3 separate regions of the Mus musculus genome follow, and all the other regions are linked to region 2. The links are chromatin contacts, called in public Hi-C maps. All regions are on one chromosome and are shown on one strand. The core of a region is the stretch at or near the end of the contact, and the rest is flanking DNA. Distances in the headings are between cores, read along the strand shown. Region 1 overlaps Cradd (CASP2 and RIPK1 domain containing adaptor with death domain). Region 2 overlaps Gm33377 (a long non-coding RNA gene). Region 3 overlaps Gm33897 (a long non-coding RNA gene).

Region 1 (4,160 bases), core at 694-3,193, 660 kb after region 2:
CGAGGGCAGCCCCTCCCGAGGAAGCAGAATTAACATCATAATACAAACAGCAACAGTGCAACCCACAACCTTCCCCCTTTTTGTTCAATACAAAGGCTTCCTTTGTTCAGATCTAGATTGAGCACAACCATAACAATCATGTAAATACAGTGTATGACAGTGCACTTACCATCCAGCCTACCATATTTGTCCTCACATATTCTTCAGTCACATGCAGAAACACTGGAAGGAGCATAGTACACTACTCTGCTTCTATTTTTAGAAAGATGAGACCTCGGGCTGGAGAGATGGCTCAGTGGTTAAGAACACTGACTGTTCTTCCAGAGGTCCTGAGTTCAATTCCCAGCAACCACATGGTGGCTCACAATCATCTGTAATGGGAGGGATCCGATGCCCTGTTTCGGTGTGTCTGAAGAGATCAACAGTATACTCGCATACATAAAATAAATAAATCTTTAAAAGAAAAAAAAAAAAAAAGAAAGATGAGTCCTCTATTGAAAATATACATGCCCAGACACCTTTGAAAGTTATTTTCAATTGGCAAATTATTCTGGGTGCTTTCTCCATGAGAAGGAGTTTTAAAATGTGTATTTGTTAAGCTTAGCGTTGTTAGGAGTAATGAGGCTACATCTCACAAGTATAAGTGGGATGTGCTCTGCTAGTCCTGCAAGTAACTAAGATGACTCTGTTATCTGATTTTCATTTTCTTTAACATCAAATTGAAAATAAAAACTGTGTCCACTCCAGCAGGTCCTGAATGTGAGTCGCCCCTAGCTATAAATGGCCCACTATGTGATCTCTATTTTCCTCAGCTTATTGGTTCCTTGACTGGCGGGCTAGATCTCAAAGAGATAAGGCTTTCTGGGCTCAAGTTGCTCACTGCAGTCACATGACTTGTCTGAAACCAGAGTTCTCACCGTCCACGGTGGACTTGTTGTTGTTGTTGTTGTTTTGTTTTGATTTATATTGGTCACTCATTGCAAGCCAGAGTTATCTGGGAAGGGAAACCCAGATTAAGAAAATGCCTCCAGCCGCGCATGGTGGCGCACACCTTTAATCCCAGCACTCGGGAGGCAAAGGCAGGAGGATTTCTGAGTTTAAGGCCAGCCTGGTCTACAAAGTGAGTTCCAGGACAGCCAGGGCTATACAGAGAAACCCTGTCTCGAGAAACCCTGTCTCGAGAAACCCAAAAAAAAAAAAAAAAAAAAAAGAAGAAGAAGAAAGAAAGAAAGAAAGAAAGAAAGAAAGAAAGAGAAAATGCCTCTATCAGATTAACCTGTGGGAAAGTCCGTGGGTCATTTTCTTGATTAATGGTTGATGTGGGAGGGCCCAGGTGACTATGGGTGGTGACACCCCTGGGCAGGTGGTCCTGGGCAAGCCAGTAAGCCGGATTCCTTTCTGACCTCTGCTTCAGTTCCTGCCTCTAGGTTCCTACCTAGAGTCCCTGCCCTGGCTTCCCTCAGTGATGAAAGTATCCTGAGAACCGAAAGGTGAAACGGGCCTTTCCTCCTCACTGTGTCTCGTCACACTGACGGCAACCTGAGAAAATAAGGACATTGTTTTACTCTCAGCATCGTGTGTGGAGTCAGAGGAGGCAGGACATGTGAGGACACTGAGAACCATGGGAACTGGGCCTTGTCATTGACCCCATGAGACTGAAGACTCGCTTTCCTGCAGCCTCCCTTCACAGCGGAGGCCACGGCTCTCCACTCCTTCCTTCTGTGGCTTCCTTGTATGTCAGAGACCACGGTGGCCATTCCTTTTTATTTTTCTACCCAGCCCCTGTTGTCCAATCCCTGTGTCAACAGAGAGTGTCCTTTCTTCCCAGAAGTGCCTCAGTACTTTTCCAGGAAGCTGCGTGTTCCCTCCAAGCCGAAGCTGAGCAATGCCTGGCGTGGTCATTTGTTTTCAGAGTCGCTGGCTTGTCACTAGAGTCAGCTAGAAAGTGCGAGGTGCCTGCTCAGGCCAAGGCCAGCACTGCTTTCCCCAGACTCACTGAGTGTGCGCAGCCTCGATACAGCAGGCCCTACGCTAGTCAGAAAGAATTGGAAAATGGGTGAGGCCGGTTACTTGTTGGTAATTTGAGACAGAAAGAACTGATTGGCTTGGGAAATTATAGAAAATGACTAAGGCACACAGCCAAAATTAAAATATCAAGTACACATTTTACTTTAAAAAAAAAAGGTTTTAAACTTTAAAGTATACCACCAGTTCCTAGGGATAAGGATGGAGGTCGGTGGGAGGGAGGAGGGAGACTGAGAGGCCAGCCTGAGCTGGTCAGAGGAGCTCCGTGGATTACCTCGTGTCCTTGCTAGCTCCCAGCTGGAAAACAGCATTGGATTGCCCACATTATGTCAGATGCCTCGGTGAACTTGGCTAAAACTCTGTATCTTCAGCATTCTAGACAGGAAGGAATTTTGTAGGAGAGATGTTTATAGAAAATAATACTGTAGAAAGACAAAGCCAAGATAGTCCAAGTTATTATATTGTCGTTGTCGTCGTCGTTGTTGTTGTTATTGTTATCTCTTTCACAAATCCCGTGTGGGGCTTTCTAAGTAGAGATCTTACAGTAAATAAAAGTAGTCGGAACTGTTTGGAAGGAACACCCTGAGCCTGAGCCTGCGCCGCTTCCTGTCTCCCCCACCGCTCTGTGGCTCTGCCCTCTACTGGAGTTTTCTTTGAAGAGTCATAAGCAGCTGGAGATGGATGCTGCCCGAGCGAAGGATGTTGTGGAAGCTGACCCAAGGCCACAGAGTTGTAGCCCATTTGAGGAACACTTTACGACTGCGGCTCCTGTAGAGCTCCTCTGGTTAGACAGTGCGCAGGATCCCTCCCAGGAACCAATGGCACTCCTGTCTCCTCCTCATCTCCCAGAAGCAAAGAGGTCAGCTCGAAGTACAGCTCCGCCAGGCGTGGCCTAAATACTGTGTGGGGGTTCACTTTGGCTCATCTGGAATTTCATGCTACCATATCCTGACTTCGAGTCTCTGCTTCTTTGGAAATAGTGAGGGCTTCACCCATTCTTTTTCTAGTTATTCAGAAAAATGAAATCTGTGGTTTAGTTCACCAACTGTCTTTTAGTCAAGAGATACTTGTGCCAGAAAAAAATCAAAGTACTTGAAGTTTGAAAAAGCAATGTGGTTTGTCAGGCTTAGTCACTATCTTTAACTTTACCCTGACCATATTGGCTCTTAGGTTCCAAATTTTGGCTAGAAGTGAATTTCTTATGATAAGAATGATATCCTGAATGGAAAGAGGTCAATTAACAGTAATTATTATCAGCAGCTCCTCAAATAAAAAGCATTGAATACATTCTATGTACATTCATGCACACACCCTCACTAGTCCTACAAATAACTGATCATAGCTTTCCTCTTCCGCCACTTCCTCCTCCTCCTCCTCCTCCTCCTCCTCCTCCCCCATCTCTGTCTTTATTCAAACATGGGGATCCCAGCTACCATAGGAACTTTTTGGAGAGGACTTATAAAATACAATGTTATATGAATAGATTTTCGTCGTTATGGAAACTAATATGGAAATCCTCCGAAAACTAAAACAATGTGGCCCCACTATTGGGAAATGAAATAGGTGGGTTGAGCAGATGTCTGCATTCACAGTGTCATTCTGAATAGCCAAGAGATGAAACTGACTTTAGAGACTGTCAGATGAATGGATAAAGGATGCACATACACACATTGTTAAGAGATGTAAGCCAGGCACAGAAAGATGACTGTCTCATGATTCCGCTAATATGTGAAATAGAGATCATAGAAGCCAGAGTAGAATGGTGGATACTGGGGGCCAGGAAGAGGGCTATGCTGGGAAGATACTGGTCCAACGATACAAAGTTTCTGAGAGACAAGAGGACACAGCATGGTGTTTAATAGTTAACAATGCAACATTTATTTTAAAACTTCAGAGAACAGACTTCAAATGTTAACACCACAAAACTATAAGTATGTGAGGTGATATTCAATGAATACATTTATTAGACTATAGTATTTTCTTGTAATTCTATTGTTATTTTATATTAATAATAAAAATTAATATTATGTTATTTCAAAATAGAAAGAGAGAGGAAAGTAATGCTGGTAGTTTTTTCTGTCTCAAGGCTAACTTCAGAAACAAATGAGACTTTCACTCAGACTGGTTGAATTTCT
Region 2 (4,507 bases), core at 427-2,926:
CAACAAATTAAATGTGCATGTCAGGGCTGCAAAGGAAGGAGTCTTGCAGGAAAGTGAACCTGACTCCCATGTCAACGAGCGCGGTAACATCACTGCAGTGTTGTCTGGGGAATGGTTGGAACGATATAGGACCCAGATGGTTCCACCCGAAGGAATCCTGAGCTCTCAGAACTCAGGAATGGAAGAGAGAGGAACTGAGAGAGACAGGGAACAGACTATCTTTGTGGCAGTCAAGGTATTTGCACCTGGAGGTCATAATCAGCCACTGTCCTCTGTTTTGTGGCAGGACCAAGAGGGAGAAGCAGTTGAGGGCAGGGGATGCTGCATGCAGGGGTGGGTGGGTGGGGGCGTGGGGTCTTGACCCTCACAACTGAGCAACTGGTTGAATTTGAGGATCAAGAAAGAAGAGCTGCCGAGGGCCATGGTGTCCAGCTCAAATCCCAGCATGGAGGAGGTGCGGAAGGAATCAGAAATTCAGGGTCATCCTCAACTATATAGGGAGGTCGAGGCTAGCCTGGACCTCATGATACTATTGCAAAAGACAGACAGAAAGAAAGGAAGGAAAAGGGAGGAGGAAAAAGGAAGGTATGAGAAAAAAATGTTACATTTTTGGTAATAACACGAAGCAAGGACTGTAAAAAAAAGGATACTACGCTGTGCATTCAATACTACTGCATTTCTTACTTTTCCTAGTATTTTCCTAGTACTTTGTTTGTTTTTTCGAGACAGGGTTTCTCTGTGTAGCCCTGGCTGTCCTGGAACTCATTCTGTAGACCAGGCTGGCCTCGAACTCAGAAATCCACCTGCCTCTGCCTCCCAAGTGCTCAGATTAAAGGCATGCGCCACCATGCCCAGCTTCCAGTATTTCTGTTATGTACAGCACTCAACATTTTATAACCATGGAAACAGAGGCTTTTATATAGTCTGTTTAGTAAAGGTTAGACGTGAGATCAAGTATATATATATATATATAGGATACACATATACGATATACATATACATCTAGATTTACATATACATATGACCGTCTTGATAGAGCCCAGGCTGGTCTCAAGCCCGTGATTTTTCAGACCTCTGTCTCCCCAGCCCAGGACTGCAGGTATGTGCTCTTTCTTGCCTTGCCTTTCTGGTGAAACGCTGGCAGATGTGTTTCCAAGCAGCAGTACTGAGTTTTGAGTATCAGTAGGACATTTGACTAAAGGTGCCTAGCAGGTCACAGGAAATGAAATCGAGGTTCAGGAAATGATGCAGGTTAGAGGGACAAGTCCAGAGTCATTAGTTAAAAACTGCGAGCTAAACTGTGAGACTACCCTTACTTTGTCTGGATTTGTCTAGTTCAGTTCTGTTGGGTGGATCTCTTTAGGCATGCCAAGTATCAGGAACTTAAAAAAAAAAAAAAAAAAAAAAAAGTAACTGGGTGCAGACGCACACTCCAGTAATCACAGCAGTCAGAGGGGTGGGGCAGGAGGATTACTTTCAGTTCAGTCCAGGGGAATTTGACCCTCTACACTGAGGAATCTTTATCCTTGCTTTGTATCCTCCTCGCCACTGTTAGCTGCTGATTTACCTCAGCCTTGAGTAAGTTGCGCTATCTTCTGATCTCAGTTAGTGGGTGTGTTATCCCCACTGCTCCACACCGCTGCACCACGCACTGTATCGGTTTCTTTCTGTTCCTGAGCTTAGAGGAGGGAAGGTTTTGCTTAAGTGGGTACAAGCCGCCTTGGTGGGGCTGGCACCGGAGTAGGAACCGCAGGAACCAGAAATCAGAAAGCCGCCTTGGTGGGGCTGGCACCGGAGTAGGAACCGCAGGAACCAGAAATCAGAAAGCCAGAGAGATCACATTTCAGGAAACAGAAAGAACAGGAAGTGGCGTCAGGTTAGAAAACCTCAAAGCTTGCCCCCAGTGATCTACTTCCTCTAGCAACACTCTACCTCCTTAAGGTTCCTCCCAAGCAATAACTACAGGGAATCAAATGTCCAAGTACATCGACTGTCTTAGTTACTTTTCTGTTGCTATGACAAAACACCAAGGCCAAGGCTAGCTAATTTATTTATTTATCTTGGCAATTTATTTTTTAAAAAAATTAAAAAAAGAGTTTAATTAGAGGGTTAGAGTTATGATGGACAAGCAAAGGCACGGCAGCAAGTGGCTGGAGCGGCAGCTGAAGCTCACGTCTCTCAATCCACAAGTAGGAGGCAGAGAATGCATTGGGAATGTCAGTAGGTGTTTGAAACCCCAAGCCCAACCACAGTGACACACTTCTTTCAATAAGGCTACATCTACCCATCCTTCCTAAACAGTTCCACCAACTGGGGACTAAACATTCAAATATATGAGTCTCTGTGGGCCATTCTCATTCAAACCACTACGTTTCTGACACATGAAAACTAGGCGCATATTCAAACCACTGCTGTTGTGATTTGTGTTTTTAGAGTTCAGAGAATAAGAGATCAGACCGAAGCTATTGATTATTGTTCTTTTCTTTCAGGGATACGGTCTGACTATGTAGTACTGGCTAGTCTGGAACCAACTCTCACTGGGTAACCCAGGCTAGCCTTGAACCCACACCCATCCTCCTGTCTCGGTTTCTGGAGCTATAGGCGTGTTGCCTGCATGTCTGCTTCATGTATACACGGAGGACACCTATGGAATGAGTTGTTTTCAGAGAGATGACTTTGAATTCCAGTTTATTCAGCATCCTTAACAACAAACAAGTGCATTGTAATAGACTTAATGATTCAGAGGAAAAGGATTTTGTGTGTCTATGAGAAGTTACAGGGGAAAGCAAACAACTGTCAGATAAAGGTCATATTCCTCTCCAAACTGTATTTTTCTTCTTCTTCATTCTGTTCATTTGTTTTTGAGACAGGGTCCCGTGCAGCTCAGGCTGGCCCCATGTGTATTCTGGAGAAGATTTGGCAGATGCTGGGATTGCAGACATGAGCTAGCACACGGTACTTCACAGTGTCTCCGGTCATTAAGCTTTGTTCTCTTTGGTAATGCATATATGCTGGAGGGATAGGAGGCACGGCAGATTTTATTTCTAAAATTCTGTGTCTTGCTTTTGGACAGAGGGAGGTGAGACAGCATCTTTCTGTCTGGCATCTTTCTTTAGCATCTTCAGTGCAACAATCCTTCATATTTTAGGAAGGAACATTCTGGTCGTCCACAGAGCCCTTCAGAGCAGAGTCAGTTCTAGGCTGGATCCTTTTGCTCAGCATTTTCCCGCCCTCCTGAGGCTCTACTGGTCTATGGCAAACATCTGTTTCCCTGAACTGAGGTAGGACATTCTGTTTGTAGAATGCATATAGTGTTTGTTTGTTTGTTTGTTTGCTTGCTTGCTTTTTGTACACTGCACTTGGCTGTATTGAGAAAGGACTGAGAGATCTCTGTGCTGCCAACAATCCTTTCATGGTCCTCAGCTGTGCGATATCCTGTAGCCAGACTCTCATCTTGCACATGCTCACTGGGACCTCATTCGCACAGCTGATCTGCAGAACTGTTTAAACTTTCTATCGCCATGGCACTTATCAGGACTTCCTATAAACGATAATTGATGTGGAGGTCACAACTGGTTTTAGTGCCTCTAAATTCCATCCAAAGGTACTTTCCAGCTAAAAATTTCCATGATTCTGAGTGTGTAGCAATTTCATGTCAGGCAGGATCAGAAGCTTGGTCAATATTATTTTTTCCACAGGGAGACTGTGTAAGGCCAGAGATCTGACTTAAGCCAACAAATGTGCATCCTTCATAGTGGAAGAATAAATAAAAGTATGATTTGTGGGTTAGCTAATGATTTCTTCCTGCAAATATTAACCTCTTCTCTTTACCAAGAACTCAATGCATGCACACAGCTGTGGCTTTGAGTGTTGGGGAAGTTTGAAACTGAGATAATTTCTGAACATTTATTTCACATCTTTGTTCCCTCTTCCTTCTCTGAATGTCCATAATGCTACATTTTCTGCTTATGGTTATTCCCTTTTCCTCTGTTTTGTCCTCACCAGCATGCCATTTCCATATTTCCTATAAAGAAATCCTAGTTAGGGTTTTACTGCTGTGAACAGACTCCATGGCCAAGGCAAGTCTTATAAAGCACATCATTTAATTGGGGCTGTCTTATAGGTTCAGAGACTCAGTCCATTATCATCAAGGTGGGAGTATGGCAGCACCTAAGCAGACGTGGTGTAGGCAGAGCTGAGAGTTCTACATCTTCATCTGAAGGCTGCTAGTGGAAGACTGACTTCCAGGCAGATAGGATAAGGGTCTTAAAGCCAACACACACATTGGCACACCTACTCCAACAAGGCCATACCTCCTAATAGTGCCACTCTTTGGAACAAGCATATACAAACCATCACAAGGGTTTTATTATTTGAAAGTCTAAACTAGTGCCAGTTTGGCACTATAATCCCAGGTTTTGGGAGGATGAGGCAAGAGGATTGCCTTGAGTTTGATGCCAGCCTGAACTATGCAGTGGTAGTAAAGTCCAACGTCAACTGGAGATGC
Region 3 (4,163 bases), core at 585-3,084, 840 kb before region 2:
AGAATGTAGCGCCCTCCCCCCCCCCAACCCCGCCCCCTAAAGTAGTCCACTCTCCAGTGGCTACTCTCCAGATATCCAAGACTATTTGGACAGCACAAATTGGTCCTGATAGATAAAATTAAAAAAAAAAAAAAAAGTGTCCGTGGGTAGGGAATTGAGGACTGGTCTGAAAAGAGATAGGAGACCAGGCAAATAAGATCAAAACGCATTTCGAGAAACACTCGAAGAATTAATGAATTACCCTTCAAGCTATGCAAGCTGCTGGCTGTTACTGAACGGCCTGGCTTAGCTGACTCCCGTAGGCTGAGCCTGGAATTTTAGAATAAAGCATAAATGAGTTTGAGACCTAGATCTGCTGCTCTTCCTAGAAGGACCTTCATGCATGTGCCTGCCCCTTTCTTAACCTGCTTCCGTTCTGTAAAAGGAGTTTTGTGAAACTTAAATGAGAAGGTGCTCTATCTATCACCCGGGCTAGTAATCAGACTGAGCGGCTATAAATGAAACAGACCCAACTAAAACTGCCTGCGACAAAGAAATGGCTGCTACGGGTTAGGCGCAAACGCCAGAAACAAGTTGAATTTAGCCGCATGCGGATCTGGGACTTTAAATGTAGTCTCAAGACTGGATGCTCACCCTGTGTGTTCTGGCTCCCGTCTTTTACCTTGTGGCTCTGTTTTGTTGTTTCGCCTCATTCTTCAACAGGTTCCAAAACAATCCTAGCAGACATTCTCAAAGATGTAAAACCTGCCTCTCATCAAAGCTCCCTGTGGATGGATCCAGCCCTGAGTCTCTCACTATGGACAAGAAAGAACTGGGGAGCGCATGAGCAAGAGGCCCGGATATGGAGAGAGCATCCTGGGACTAGAGCCCAGCCGAAGCCACAGAAAGTGGGACACGAGCACTTCCCACAAGAAGACATAACCTGATACCCTCTTTCTTTTCTTCTCTTCTCTTCTTTTCAGAAAGTGGCTATGTGTCTAAGCAGATATCCATGCAATCCAATATTATCTCATCTTTTCTAAAAGAGAATGGAGAACCTTTCCTTAGCCTTCTTTAAAGGACCAGAGACAGCAATGTCCAAACCATAGTGTCTGGTGATACTGAGTTTTAAGAGTAACTTTTACTATACAGACTAGAGTAAAATACTGTTGTTCCTCCGGTCACACTAAAGACAACTTGTGGGCTGGCTCTTCTTGTTTGCCTGTGTGGTTTTGACAGATAGGAATTTGTTCTCATTGGCCTGAACCATGTAAGTATGTTGTCTCTGTGTTTCATGTCATGCAAGGGAAGTACGTGTTCAAGTCTACCATGGTTTTAAAACACTGGTTTTCCTTGCACGGTTCCAGAGTGGTGAGGTTGGTTTCATGAAGTTCTCTGAGAGAGCTCCTTCCAGCGGAAATGTCAAAGGCCGCGATTTGCACCTTTGTTGCAAATGAGACAATAGAGAAATGTGGAAAAGCACTCAGATACATAGCACAGCCTAATTAATTAAATTCTTCTTGTGGGTATCAAGGTCCACTCCTGGAGGCGAGCTAGTAAAAACAATGAACTGTGTGGATCTGGCATTTAAAGCCTTGACCACATATTTGCCCATCATCCTGACAGAAATGTCATTGCAGGAAGTTGTTAAAGGGACGAATACCACGGACTTGCAAATTGCCACAGCCCAGAACAGGCGGATTTTTACCCCCATAGAACCCTCCTGTTTTGTGGCTCCACTGTAAAGCTCTGGAAACAAGCAGGCTGTGGGAGGAGCAACCCGAAGGGAGGGAGAGCATTTCTGGGCGTGTCTTGGACCCTGGCCCCTAGCCCCGCCCTCCACAGTGAGCCACAGTTGTAGTGCCTGTGTTTACATTTGTACAAGCTGCTAGGACAGGCCCAGGCAGGGCTAAAGCAGGACCAGGCGCTTCTATCACACGCTGAGCAGAGAATGAGTCTCATTGGGGAAACAGTGAATCTGAGCATTGGGATCCTGCCAGTGGGAAATTCACATGCATGAAGAGACTGGTTCTTGCCCGTAGTTTGAAACAAGTGAAGGAAATAGAAAGGAGGGAACAAAGGACATCAGGAGGAGGAAAAACTCGGCCCCACTGTTATGCCCAGGTGGATGAAAAAGCTGAACTAGGGTTTGAACATACAGGAATCAGAAGTTAATCCATTTTCTGTCGCAAATGTGTTTGCATCGGAAGTTGAAGAGGTTTTGTCATCCTTCATAAACTCGTAATAATTTCTGGGAATATTTCTAAAAGCATGGCAGCTCTGGGAGATCTGGTGCCATCTGGATCATGAAGAGACAAAGCCAGAGTGTGCTAACCTCTGCACCTTCTAGGATTGGCTGTGTGTGCCTTCCCGTGTTTACTATGGCCCAAATTGAGCACGAGACCAGAACTAACAAGGGAGACTGGCCATCCGTGTTCTGAAGTACAGCGCGGGGCATTTGACCTTTTTGTTGTGTAGCCCACTTGCTCACTATGTTCTCCCAATTTCTCGTTGTTTCATTTTGGTAATCCAGGCTGGTATGTATAGAAGATGAATCTGTGTGTGCAGATTCTCCTTCCTCCAACACCTAAGTATAGGAATTAAATAGCATTAAAGGCACACGGGACCACGCTCAGTTTAACGCCGTAGTAGGGATACTAACCAGGGCTTCATTCATGCTAAGCTAAGCAAGCTTTCTACCTATTGAACTACATCCCCAGCTTCACAGGCTTGGTTTTAAAAACAAACAAACAAACAAAAACTGTCCCCACAAGCCACCTGAGCAGTCACCCGCAAACTTCTGAAATAGCTGGAATATACCCCCTCCACCCATGCTATCTCACCACAAAGACCTCCTACTATCTTTCTAGCCAATTTTTTTTTTCCTTTTAGAGGAGCTCTCAAGGGCACACCTCCCTTATCCGACCCAATAGCACATCCCATCCCACAGAAGCCTTGTCTGCATATCCATTCTTTCAAGACACAGAAGAGCTAACTACAAAAGCATCACAAGCCCGCCTCAGCTGACCTAGCAAATCACAAGCAGGACATGTGACCTCTGACTGCTTAAGACACCCGAAGGCTCCCGCTGATACCCGTCCCCACCCCGCACTCCTTATAGAAAAAATAAAGGAAATTATTCACCCCTGGGGCTGTGGTAAAGACAGTGAGTGCAGGCAGATCCTCATTAAGGAGAGCTAAATCTGGCCTGACAGAGTCTTCACACTAGATCTCAGGACCCTGCCCATTGTGGCTCTGTGATTTCTAAGGACTAACAACTCCATACGATGGCCACTTCAGAATCAGAAAGACTGTCGACCACAGGCTGGCAGATGACAATTACCCAATGTGAGACTGGGGCACAAGACTGAGAAGTCAAAGCAAAACCTCACAGTGTCACATGGGTTTATCCTGTTCAGAGAAGCAGTCTTTCTCACGGGGACTAGAAGGAGACCAAAGAAAACCTGAATCACCTAAACTAACTGGGTAAAAACAAAATGTCTTGGGATGCCATGAAAGGTTCTCTTTTGAAACTGGATTCCAGAGCACTTAAACTCCTATTTCATAGGTTTTTTTACTTTTTCTTTTTTTTTTTTTTTTCCAGTCTGGAAAGAAAGAAAAAGAAAAAAGGAAAGCCATTTTCTAGATCTTAAAAAAAAAGTTCATCTCACCAAAGACAAGCTGTTTTCTTCCTTCCTTCCTTTCTTTCTCACTTTCTTTCTTCCTTTCTTTCGTTCTTTTGCAATGGAATCAAATTCTGTCACTTTTTTCAAAGGTGGTGCCAGCCAGACCAGCCGTTCAGATAAGTAGTCAATGACCATTGAACTAATGAGAGCTGAGAAGGGCCAAAAAGCCTGCTTGCCAAGGTGCCAGGACGCCACCATTACACTCACTCGGATGAATGGGGCATCACATTTCCAAAATGCTCCAGTCACAAATACTAATGCAGGCCCAGCCCAGGACCCAGGCCATCACAGTCACTCCGTGTTTATGGAGCAAATGAAAGAATGATTGTTGCCTCAAAGGATAATAAGCTGTGATTATATTGGTGAGAGCCGATGCCAAAAGTCTGTAAGTATCTGGACCACATTAACTCATTTACTCCTGCTACACACGATCGTGAAGTAAGCTCTCAACTGGCCATCCGCCAGGGAGCCACAGCCAGCTCTCAAGAAATGGAATGT

What was found. Hi-C and Micro-C count contacts between places; a contact is called where the count stands out from the background.
Region 1: a contact with region 2 is called in a Hi-C map of embryonic stem cells, with 1.9 times the contacts expected there. The contact joins two enhancer-like sites. A contact is called at or near these places in 1 of 484 Hi-C or Micro-C datasets (embryonic stem cells) and 1 of 115 datasets of contacts at active chromatin or transcription factors (embryonic stem cells).
Region 3: a Hi-C map of embryonic stem cells shows a contact between it and region 2, with 3 times the contacts expected there. The contact joins two enhancer-like sites. A contact is called at or near these places in 2 of 484 Hi-C or Micro-C datasets (both in embryonic stem cells).

What each region holds. Positions count from the first base shown.
Region 1 is chr10:95,216,649-95,220,808 of GRCm38.p6, reverse strand. All of the region lies in intron 2 of Cradd (CASP2 and RIPK1 domain containing adaptor with death domain), which reads left to right. Among named protein-coding and RNA genes, the nearest start is that of Gm29684, 73 kb to the right of the region's middle. Within about 2 kb of position 1,943, at least 52 of the 459 cell types and tissues checked have an H3K27ac peak or open chromatin away from gene starts, as enhancers often do. A contact at or near this core is called in embryonic stem cells, where this site is marked.
Region 2 is chr10:95,877,495-95,882,001 of GRCm38.p6, reverse strand. All of the region lies in intron 3 of Gm33377 (a long non-coding RNA gene), which reads right to left. Among named protein-coding and RNA genes, the nearest start is that of Gm24433, 19 kb to the left of the region's middle. Within about 2 kb of position 1,676, at least 88 of the 459 cell types and tissues checked have an H3K27ac peak or open chromatin away from gene starts, as enhancers often do. A contact at or near this core is called in embryonic stem cells, where this site is marked.
Region 3 is chr10:96,720,347-96,724,509 of GRCm38.p6, reverse strand. The region is part of intron 2 of Gm33897 (a long non-coding RNA gene); the gene reads right to left. Among named protein-coding and RNA genes, the nearest start is that of Gm33897, 6.7 kb to the right of the region's middle. Within about 2 kb of position 1,834, at least 146 of the 459 cell types and tissues checked have an H3K27ac peak or open chromatin away from gene starts, as enhancers often do. A contact at or near this core is called in embryonic stem cells, where this site is marked.